2 separate regions of the Rattus norvegicus genome follow, and region 1 is linked to region 2. The links are chromatin contacts, called in public Hi-C maps. All regions are on one chromosome and are shown on one strand. The core of a region is the stretch at or near the end of the contact, and the rest is flanking DNA. Distances in the headings are between cores, read along the strand shown. Region 1 holds the start of Col5a1 (collagen type V alpha 1 chain). Region 2 has its middle 21 kb from the start of Trnaa-agc47.

The links. Hi-C and Micro-C count contacts between places; a contact is called where the count stands out from the background.
Region 1: a contact with region 2 is called in a Hi-C map of Schwann cells, with 7 times the contacts expected there. The contact joins the promoter of Col5a1 here to the enhancer-like site in region 2. A contact is called at or near these places in 5 of 12 Hi-C or Micro-C datasets (Schwann cells, frontal cortex, kidney and 2 more).

What each region holds. Positions count from the first base shown.
Region 1 is chr3:31,605,220-31,610,575 of GRCr8, forward strand. It overlaps Col5a1 (collagen type V alpha 1 chain), which reads left to right and starts at 1,661. Exons shown (of 66, transcript NM_134452.2): 1 at 1,661-1,772. The coding sequence starts at 1,664.
Region 2 is chr3:31,263,017-31,268,659 of GRCr8, forward strand. No RefSeq gene overlaps it. Among named protein-coding and RNA genes, the nearest start is that of Trnaa-agc47, 21 kb to the left of the region's middle. Within about 2 kb of position 3,690, at least 7 of the 93 cell types and tissues checked have an H3K27ac peak or open chromatin away from gene starts, as enhancers often do.

The DNA of each region.
Region 1 (5,356 bases), core at 411-2,910, 340 kb after region 2:
GAGCTGTATCCCCAGCTCTTGTCCTCTCTTCTGTGTGCGGTGTGATGTTCCCTATACGGCACATCCCACGCTTAGGCAAAGATAGAATTAAGTCAGTACTAGTCACCTTTATCCAGATTCAAGAACCAGAGCATGGCCATCCCAGCAACTCCTCTGACTGCCTCTATTCCCTGACTGCCTCTGTTCTCTGACTGCCTGTATCCTCTGACTGCCTCTACTCCCTGACTGCCTCTGTCCCCCCAACCCCCGACTGCCACTCTCCTCCTGCTTAGAGAAGGATGAGAAATAAGGGGGGCTGAGGATGTGACCAGAGAGAGGAGTCCCAGGCAGACCTCCATCACTCCAAAATCCTTACAGGCTGCAAAGCGTTCAAAGGCAGTAATGACTTTGAATCTGAAAGCCTTCTTAATTCACTCTGATTCTTTCTAAACAAACCCTGAAGGCTTTGGAGAAGGGCAGGGCGGTGAGTCAGGCGTTTGCAGGGCCTCCTGGGCTTGGAGAAGTCTGGGAGAACTCTGGTCTGCTGTAGACGGGGAGCTGGGATCCCCTCTCCTTTCTCTAGCTGTCAGGTCTGGAAGGGGGCTCCTTCTTTTCCTTAGAAGAGGTTGGGCCACCAGGGACAGCAGAAAGACGGTGGGCTGGGATTTGAGACTGACTTTGACCTGATCAATAACTTGGTTATCCCATGTTCACGTAAGGCCCCTCTGGGCATCCTTGACAGTCTGGTAGGTGGAGGGGTGGAAGGCGGGTCCCCAGCGCTGGGTCGGCCTGTCAATCATAGTCTAGGGAGCCCCTTCTAGCTGAATTGCAAGTTGAGTCTCCGCCCAGAAGAGGAGCTCTCGGAACTCCTCCTTAAAGAGAAAGTTCCGCGTGGTAGTGCAATCTCTCTTTTGAATTCGAGCGATCTAACTTAGGGGGTCCATCAACGCTGATTTTGGAGTCTGGCCAGGTCGGTGTACCTGAGGCGGGAAGAATCTAAGACCCGTGTGGGCCATCGGGGTCCAGAGGCCGCCGCCCAGAGCTGGGAGAAAGGACGGGGGCGCCGCCCCCGTCCCACGTCCGCTCCCGCCCCGGGCCAGCCCCTTCCTAGCCGCGACTCGCCCGCTATCCCCACCCCCTCGCCCGCGGCGCCCAGTGGGAGGCGGGGGCTGGCCTTGCTGAGCCGGGCGCAGGGCTCTGATTTGCTGCGGGCGTGTGGGGCGGGGGGTGGGGGTGGGGGATCGACAGCCTCCGCGGTGTCTGCCAGCATCGAGGGAGGGAGGGAAAGGGGGAAAAAGTGTTGGGCGCCGAAGGCGAGGTCCGCACTCCTCGTCCCCGCGGCTGGCGCAGGACCTCATTCCAGCGGAGCGCCCACGGGGAGCGGGTCGCGGGGCGGCAGCGGTGAGGAGGCCACGAGACTAGAAGGAGGAGGACAGGGAGCGCGCGAGCAGCCAGCGAGGGGGTCCTGGCCGTCCCGGGCCATAGTCGATCCCCGCGCCGTGGGCGAGCGCGCCTGCCGCCTCTTCCAGAACACCCACCGCCGCGGGGGAGATCGGGCGGGTGCAGAGCTTCCTATGACTCCCTGAAGTTGTTGCGCTCCCCTAGCATCCGCCTCCCGGGCCGTATCTCTGGTCCTCTTGCATCGTGTGCGTCCCCCACTCCCCGGCCCGCGCACCCTGCCGGCATGGACGTACACACCCGCTGGAAAGCTCCGCGCCCGGGCGCCCCGCTGCTGTCCTCGCCGCTGCTCCTGCTCCTGCTGCTGCTGTGGGCGCCGCCTCCGAGCCGCGCAGGTAAGAGCGCTCCGGGCGCCGGGGACCGGACCTCGGGGACTGCAGGAGGTGCGCGAAGCCGTAGCGCCGCTGTCATCTCGGGCGCCTTCGCTGCCGGCCTCCTCCGAGCCTGCAGAACTTTCCCCCTTGGCCTGTGGAATGCACCGGGCAAGACAACGAATACCATTCGTTGGGGGCCCAGGAGAGGGAGCCGGGCCAACTCTATCCCGGCGGTGTACCGCCCCCTCCTCAAACGGGCCAGCTGGGTGGGGCTGTTGGTCGAGTCAAGGAAAAATCTGCCTCGTGTTAGATCCGAGCAGAGGTGGTCACACTTTTGTCCCCAAATCTCTCATTCCCTGTCCCACATCACAGGCGACCCGCTGCATCCCACGCAACCCTCCAGCAGAAACTTTCCTTTTGAAAGCTGGGAAGGGCCGCCCCCTAGAGTCAAGGCCGTTCAGTTCCTTGGGGACTCCTAGGGGTGGAGGGGGATCCCAGAAGTTTGAATCCCAGCTTTGGACTTCCCTCAGCACACACCCTCTTGCTTGTCTGAGCTAACTTTCTGCTTTCCCAGGGGACAGAGTTCCCTGTAGTCCCCGCTAAGTCTTCAGAGGGCACTGGGGAGCCCTGTGCGATAGGCCAGCCCTACTCCTAGCCTGACCTCAAACCTCCTAACACCTCAGAGGTAGTTTTCTTGGGCTTACTGCCCAAAGATGGGATGAACAGGAAGCCTGGCCAGGAGAGGGCCTTGGAGTCTGGGCTGGGAGCTTCTTAGATGATCTGCACATGTGAGACTCCTCCTGCCAGCGTGGGCCCTCTGAAGGAGCCCTGCTCCAAAGGAAGACTTGGGAGGTACTGATTGTCCCTGTCCGTATTTCAGCGCTTCCAGGCTCAGGTCTGGGCAGGCATGTTACTTTCAGCATCATTGTTAGTTGGGGGATAATCTTCCCAGACCCCTTAAACACCATAACTCAGGGTGGCACAGCGCCAGGCATGTGCTGATATGGGAAGGTGAAGGTGGTTAGAAAGGAGTTCAGGCAGCGGAACAGCCGGTTGGCTGCAGCGAACAGTGGTCAGCCCTTGCCCAGTGACAGGGCTCTTCTTAGCTTAGCTGGTGCTTCCGAGACTAGCGGGAGAATCAATTTCCACATCCCATGGCCAATTACAATATTCTTCTTTTGCTTCCTGGCACCAGGAGTGTCCAGTGGGTACAGGATGAGCAAGAGTGGGGATGAGAAGGGCCCCAGGGCCTTTGGGGACAGAGGGGGAGCTTAGGCTGATGATCCCCACTCTACTGGAACTTGGACTAACTGACCTGGAGTGATGAAGTCCCTCAGGAAAGTGTGGCGGAGAGACAAGATGGGGCAAGCCTCTCTGCCCTCCACCCCGCAGTGCTCCCCTGGTACTTAGTCCTGCCCAGCTCCTCCCCATGGGCACCCCCAGAACCTCAGGAAGGAAGCCTTCAGTGGAGCCCTCACGTGGGAAGCTGGGGTTACCACTATCATAGTTAGGGTGTTCCTGGCTCCAGTCCTGCCTTGTCCTGTGGCCACCCACCTCTCTGTTTCACTCTCTCACTGTGCCTTGTGCCCCCCCCCTTGCTGTTGAGGGTGCGGCCACTTGGAAGGGGCTGTCTGGGTCCTGGCTGTGCTGTTAGATGTTTTGCTTTGGACAAAATCAACTTTTAGAAGCACGTACAGACATTGAGGGCTCTGGGAGGCTTTCCCCTCTGCTCCTGTGGTGCGACCCACTTTGAAGTCACCCTCAGTGCGTGGCCAGAGGGGCAGCAGTCCACTTTTGATGTTGGCAGGTCAGGAGAAAGTGCAAACAGACCCTGCTCTGCCCTATTCTGCTCTCCCTCTCAGGATCTGCCAGATGTTTTCTGAGGTTTCTGTGAGCACAGCTCTTCTGTCTCTGTCTTGGCCAAGTGTGTGAAGGAGTGAGAAGTCCGATTGCTCTGGGAGCGGCTAAAAGCCTTAAAGGGGGGGGAGGATGAGAAATGAAATGTGACCCCAATATTTGGAAATTGAGGTCATCTCCTCCATGTGCTATTGGTGGGCTTGAGTCACATGACTGCTTTTTTTGCAATAATTTGCAGAGAAAGCCAGCCAAGTTTTGGGAGACTTGACAGATACTGAATGGTTAAATTTCCTGTGACTCAATGAGTTGGCTACAGGGACATCCTTGGGCCTTCCCTCCCCCTTCCTCCCTCCCCTCTCCTCCCTCTTCTCTCTTCCCTACATACCTCCTTCACTTTCCCCACAAAGTCCAGTCTGTAGAAGTCCCCTGTGTCTGTCAGGGCGTATTACTCTGGCCACAGGGTTGGAGCTGTGGGCCCTCTCCAGCTGTGTGGTAGATGAGTGCCCTCCTGGGGCTAGCTCACAGCCTCTTCTCTGATGATGTTGTCTTGGGGGCTGGCCCTGCGGTGCTGGCCAGAGACTGCTCTGCACCCCACCCCGTAGATATTTCTGGATGCTCCTCAGAGCCACACCCTTAGCCGACGGCAGTTGATGCCCTCTGCCTGCCCCTGCCTCTGGCTGGAAGCCTCTTTCTCCATCTTTAAAAATCAAGCTGTACCCTCTTGTAGGGTTACAGTTGTTGAGTGGGAATCCGGACTGTAAAGATCTCACCTGGTCCCCACACCGCACAGCAGGGATGGTGAGTGTCGCACAGTGGGTCAGGGAAACGTTATCTCCCCTACCCCAGGACACTGTTGTAGTCTGGGGCTGTCCAGCCTGCCTATCGAGTGCTCAGGAAACAGTTAATACTGGTGGCTAGTGTGCTGGTACCTGTCTGGACAGAAGCTGGGCAGTAGAGCAGCAGAGATGACCAACCTGGCCAAAGCCCCAAGTGACGGAGTGACGGGCTCCCCTCCTGCCCAGCCCTGGCCCACTCGTTCTATGCTTTGATCTCACGTCCATTTCCTACCTTCCCCTGGGAAACACAGTACCCTGGGCTACAATCCCAGCTTGGGGGCACAGTCCAGGCAGGGACCTGGGAGACAGACAGATGGGATATTCCGTTCCACCAGTGCAATGTTTACACTCCTTCTGCTGCTCCTCCTGCATCTGCCATCCCTCCTCCCTCCTCTGTGCCCTTCCTTTCCCCTCTTTCCTCTTTCCTCCCCCTCCCTCCCTCCATTTCTCTTTCCTTCTGCAGGGACTCCCCATCTCCTTTTGGACCGCCTAGTCTCTTCCCAGTCATCAGAACTTTCAAGTACCACTGACTTTTAACTTGCACTTGGTCTGGAGGTGCTGGGGGTGGTGGTGAAGGGGTTCCTCACTCCTTCTCTGCATCAGACCTCTTTCTTCTTGTTCTTAGGCCACCTCAGACATGCTGGGCCCTGTGAAGCAGCTTTGGAGGATATCTCCAAGGGGGTCCCTGAGGGTCTGACCCTTTTGCTTTTCATCACCATCCCTCACTGTGCCTCTCCTTCTGGTTTAATCTTGCTCTTGTTGAATATTCTAAACGTATCCCAGGAGGTTCACCCCTGATGGAAATGCCCTCATCAGTGGGTAGGCAGGTCCCAACTCTTGCCTGTCTTGTCAACCTTACACCAGCAGAGCAAAAATGCTACCAACAAAGAAGTAGTGGTTCCCAGGGCTTTG
Region 2 (5,643 bases), core at 2,440-4,939:
CTCTTCAATTTAGCTTCAGCCAGAGTTTTAGGACAAGGACAAAAAGCAGCCACACTCTTTGCCAAAATATCCCAAGAACTGTCTCTAGGCCATTAAATAATCTTCTCTCAAGCCAGGCCATCATCATATGTAATATGACCCATCCAGCCCCACTTAAAGCATTCAATTGCTTCCATAATCCATAGTCTATTAAAATTCACATTCTGCCAACAGGAGGCATGGTCAGGCCTGTCACAGTAACATTCCATGGTACCAACTTCTGTCTTAGTCACTGTTCTATTGCTGTAAAGAGACGCCATGATCACAACAGTTTTTTTATTTTTTCCACTGTGTATCCCTGGCTGTCCTGGAACCCACTCTGTAGACCAGGTTGGCCTTGAACTAGCAGATCTATCTGCCTCGGCCTCCCAGGTGCTAGGATTAAAGGTGTGCGCCTCTCCCGACTGGCTACAGCAGAACTCTTATAAAGAGAAGCTCTTAACTGGGGCTGGCTTACAGTTTCAGAAGTGTAGTCCACTATTACCATGGTGGGGAGCATGGAAGCAGGCAGACACAGTGCTGGAGAAGTTGAGAGTTGTGTGTCCGGATATGGAGACAGCAGAAAGCTACAGGGTCTGGCTTGGGCTTTTGAAACTTAAAAGTTCCCACAACCAGTGACACAGTTCCTCCAACGAAGCCACACCTTCTAATCTTTTCAAATCGTGCCACTTCCATTGTTAAGTCTCAAACCCTGGAACAAATGGCCGAGATGCTTTTCTAACCTATCAGAGTTAACCTGGCTATCAGGTTTTTCCAGTATCCCTCCCTACCTGTTGCAGGGTCCTCCTTTCTGGTATGCCCCACTCCCCCTACTCCAAACTCTCCAGCCCAAAGGACTGGACTGTTTTTTCCTATATAACCCAGCCATTTTGGTTACCTGCCCTTTTTGTACTTTTGCACTCGTGGAGGTTGTGCCTGGTTCCCCTGCTCTCCCTTCTCCCCCCTCCTCTGCCCCCTTGGTCCAGCTCAGACTAGTCACATTCTGTAAAAGTATCTTTGGTTTTCTGTACTTTATTGTCTCTGAGGCTTACTGCTTCAGTCTGCTAACCTTGGCCTGGTCTTGGAAGCTTCTAGCTTCTTTACAATCTAATGGAAGTCTAGAATGTTTTTAGCCTCTGAGACTTGCTGCAGAATAGCCTAACCCTTTCTTCTTTCCTCTGAACTCTGGCTGGCTGGTTCAACTCAGCTGTTCTGCCTCAAACTCCTCTTCAAGCTGACTGATTCAATCTGGCTTCTTACTCTTAGCCTCCAACTTTTTGCTCTGCTTGGCCTCAAACTAACTCTGGCAATCTGTTCTAATCTCTGGCCCTTCATTCTCGGGCTTGTTCTCTCTTCACTTGTAAAGAGTCTGTAAAACTCTCCCAGTAAAACTGCCCCCTCCTCTCTCACTGCCCCTTAAGTAGCTTCCTTTTTTTCTCTCTTCTCATGAGAGCTGCCAGTATCCTATTCGGTCAAATCTTTCTTTGGTTCGTCACTTTGTCTGCCACTCAATTAGACATCACTTTCAAACATGGCTGCTTCCTTCTACAAACTAACTTTACCTTCATAGTTTAGGATTAAAGGTGAGTACTAAGGGCATGTCTGTGTTCTAGCTAGAGGAATTAGAGATGTATGCTAGGGCTGAGTCACACCACAACTAGAAATAGTCCTCCCCCCTCCCCCCAGTAAATAGCACAACCTCAGGATTGACAGTACAGTCAAAGTCCACTCTGGACTCTCAGATGTTCCTGCTTCCCTTTTGCCTAAGGCAAACCTTCTCTTCCTCCGTACCTAGAAGCAGTCATGTCCTCTCCTTTTTTATTTCTTTTGCATTCACCTTTGAGCCTACAGGGGTCATTTCATTCAAACCGTCACATCCAACAAGATGGCTCAGTGGGTAAAGATTGTCACCTCTGAACTCAATGGCCTGAGCTGGATCCCCAGGCCCAGCATCTTGTGACGAGAGAACTGACTCTCACAGGTTGTCATCTGACTTCCACATGAATGCACGTCACAGTGTATGCCCCACCCCTACAAATAAATGTAATATTTATTTATTACTTAGAGACAGAGTTTCTCTGGGTAGTTCTGGCTGTCCTGGAACTTGCTCTGCAGACCAGGCTGGTCTACAGAGATCTCAAGGCTCTACCTGCCTCTGTCTCCCAAGTGCTGGGATCAAAGGTATGTGTCGCGACTGCCTGCTGTAAAAAATTGTTTTTTTGGTCTTTAAATATTTTAAAATTTATTTTATGTATGTGAATGTTTTGCTTTCATGCACACTAGAAGAGGGAATCAGATTCCATACAAATGGTTATGAGTTACTATGTGGTTGCTAGGAATTGAACACAGCTCCCCTGGAAGAGCAGTGCTCGGTCTCTCCAGCTTGTGAAAAACATTTTAAAAGGAGATTAAAAAAAAAAAAAGGTGTGAGTGGTGGTGCACACCTTTAATCCCATCACTTGGGAGGCAGAGGCAGGCAGATCTCTGAGTTCAAGGCCAGCCTGGACTACAGCGTGAGTTTCAGGGCAACCAGGGCTACACAAAGAAACAAACAAACAAACAAAAAAAATAATAGGGGCTGGGGAGATGGCTCAGCGGTTGAGAGCACTGACTGCTCTTCCAAAGGTCCTGAGTTCAATTCCCAGCAACCACATGGTGGCTCACAACCATCTGTAGTGGGATCTGGTGTGTCTGAAGACAGCAACAGTGTACTTACTCATATAAATAAAATAAATCTTTATAAAAAAAAGTATTTAAGACATTAGATAAGGCCAGACCTATGGGTTTAGAGATTGGTTCAACTAGTTGGAAAGGGAAACTACTTTAACAGTTAAAGTTAGACTCTGTTCATTAAGTTCAAAGCTTTCATTCATAAAATCAATTAACAATGTAGACTGCCCATCTGTCTCTGAGGACACTGTCAGCTAGTCAGCACCCTAAATTCTCCCAGAGTCAGCTCATTTTACGACTCTTTGAGTCTGGCGTCCTTATGGTCACCAAACCCCTGTATGTGGTGTTTGTTTGTTTGTTTCTTTGCTTTTGTTTTCTGAGATGGGGCTTCTTTGTATAGCCCTGGTCATCCTGGACCAGGCTGGCCTGGAACACGGAGATTCCTCTGCTGATAGGTCCCATGTTATATTGTTATTGACCTTATGCCCATCTTGACATATGTGGGGAGACCACAGTGCTCCTCACTGATGTTGGGGAACCCCTGGAAAAATGACTTCCCACAGTCATGCTAAGAGCAGTGTCTTCTGGACCATGCCGCACAGATGAGAGACATCCTGGAACAAATTTAGTGTAACATTCCAGTCTCTTTGAGGGGTCACACTTTCCTCTGTGACCCCACACAGTTCGAGGCTTCAACTTTGTGCCACTCACCCCGTGGGCCATGTCTTTGCCAACCAGCTGAACTGAGCTTCTCTCCCTGCTCTACCAAAATCTGCTTAGCATTATCATAAGCCAGCAAATCCAGCCTATCCAGTTTGATTCCTCTGCAGTTATGCCACATGTTTAATGGTGCATTGGAGGCAAGGCCATTCAGGTGAGGAAGCTCTTTCAGCCTCTTCCAGCTTGCACTTTTGGGAGTCTGGATTTCCCAGATCTCAGATGCAGTTTCTGCTCTTGATCTGGAGGAAGTTCCACCATTCTCCACGCGGAGGCGGGCTTGCACCACTCAGGGTGCAGGGGCTCTGGAAAAGCCAAAAAAGTTTTCGCTCCCCACCTTGGAGCCTCAGACCTTGGGCAGGGCTGCTTTTGTTAACTTCCACTTCTCTTTGGCTTGGACACGTTGCCCACTCAGACTGGGGTTTGTTTCTTTCTTCCCAAAGGGACTGATCAGAGAAGTATATAATGTGGACTTGGTTCTGGGGCAGGCTCGGGAGGCCCAGCTATGACTGCCCTATTTCCAGATGGAGAAACTAAAACTTGGAATGCTCACAGGGTGCTGGGGTGATGACACCGGCCACTCTTGGGGTGTTCTGATTTTGTTCTAGCACCTTGGCTGACAAGCACAAACTGAACTGGGGTCTACAGCCCCAAAGGACTCTGGGATGCTAGGGAATACCCTGGGCTTGTGACTTGGTGTGTAGTTATGTTTTGGGTCTCCAGTAAGTGCTGTGGTGGACCAGCTTCTGCCCATTGCATATGTACTGTGCATATATGCAATTCCCATGTGTGATGATTAATGTTGACTGTCAGGTTGACAGGATCCAGTGTCACTTATGAGACAAACCTCTAGACATGTCCTCAAGGAATTTTCTAGATTGTGCTTCTCCAGGTAGGAAAACCCCTACCCCCGAAACTGGCCAGTACCATTTCATGGGCTGGGGTTTTATTCTGAATAAGAAGAAAGTGGGCTGAGTACCAGCATTCATCTGTCTCTGCTTCCTCAGCATGGATGCCACATGACTAGTTTCCTCAGGCCCCTGTAGCCACATCTTCCCCACTCTGGTGATGTGAACCCCTCTCCCCCTCCCTTCTTTGAGTTCCTTTTGTCAGGTGTTTTGTTAAATAGCAACAAGGAAAATAACAATTTTTTCCTACCACCCAGGAGACAAATGGAAGCATGGGTGAAGAGCCCAAGCCAGTCACCAGATTCTCTGAGGGACATAGTTTGTATTTCTGTAAACCTGATCATCTGTTTTTGTGAATGGCCTGGGAAAGATACAACCAACCAGTCAGTGGCTTTGAAGGCTCAGCCGAGTCCCCACAGGGGACAAAGGGCTGGGCTAGAGGTTTGTGGTATGTACGACTGGCTCAGGTGGCTTAACAGGACCTTGTCTGTGGACACCTCTGACTGTACCAGCACTTCGCAGACAGGCTACTGCTTAGACTCTGGGTTGATTTTTCTGTGTCTCAATGAGACTGGTGTCAGTTTTAAAGTAGCTGCCGTCTGCTGGAGCCCGAGTTCTGGCAATTAGCTTCTTATTTCTCACGGCAGAGAATGACTGAGGCCAAGCTCTCTCTGGGAGATGCCCCCACAAGTGACCAAGGCTGACTCCCTCTGGGGGATGCCCTTGTGCTTCTAGTTTAGCAGGCCTTGGATGGTTTCCTGCTTTTGTGGGGAGGTGAATGACTATCCAGTGGGGTGAGCCTTCTCCTTGGGGCCCTCTATTAATAAAACAACAACTGACCCCCGGACGTGCAGGCAAATGAGGGGACACAGTATTCCCAGGGTCGGCGTTGGTCCAAAGACCTTTCGTGCCTGACCCAGCCGCCTCTGGAGTGCTCCCATCCTGCTCTGGCCCCTTGGCTGAAGGACCGGAAGTTCTGCATGGTCCAAGCTGGGGCTGCTCTTCCTCCAATATATAAATAACCCACTACCAGCTCCCTGGGAGAGTCCTAAGGGCCCGAAGGAGGGAGGGACAGGGTCCCAGGCCCTTGAGACCAGGCATGACTCAGATAAAGTCATCTGCTTTCCAGGTTGTTACAGAACCTTCTTGGTCTACCCTGGTGCTGTGCTGTTTGCAGAACCCAGAGGCAGCCTAGATGAGGGCGCTTGCTCTGTTTCTCTCATTCAGTCGTTTTTGTGGAATCAGTGGCTATTGGCTGGGACAGACATGGAGACAATTTTCTCCTGGCTCTGGAAGCCTAGCTGTGCTGGAGAGGTGGACGACTGAAAGC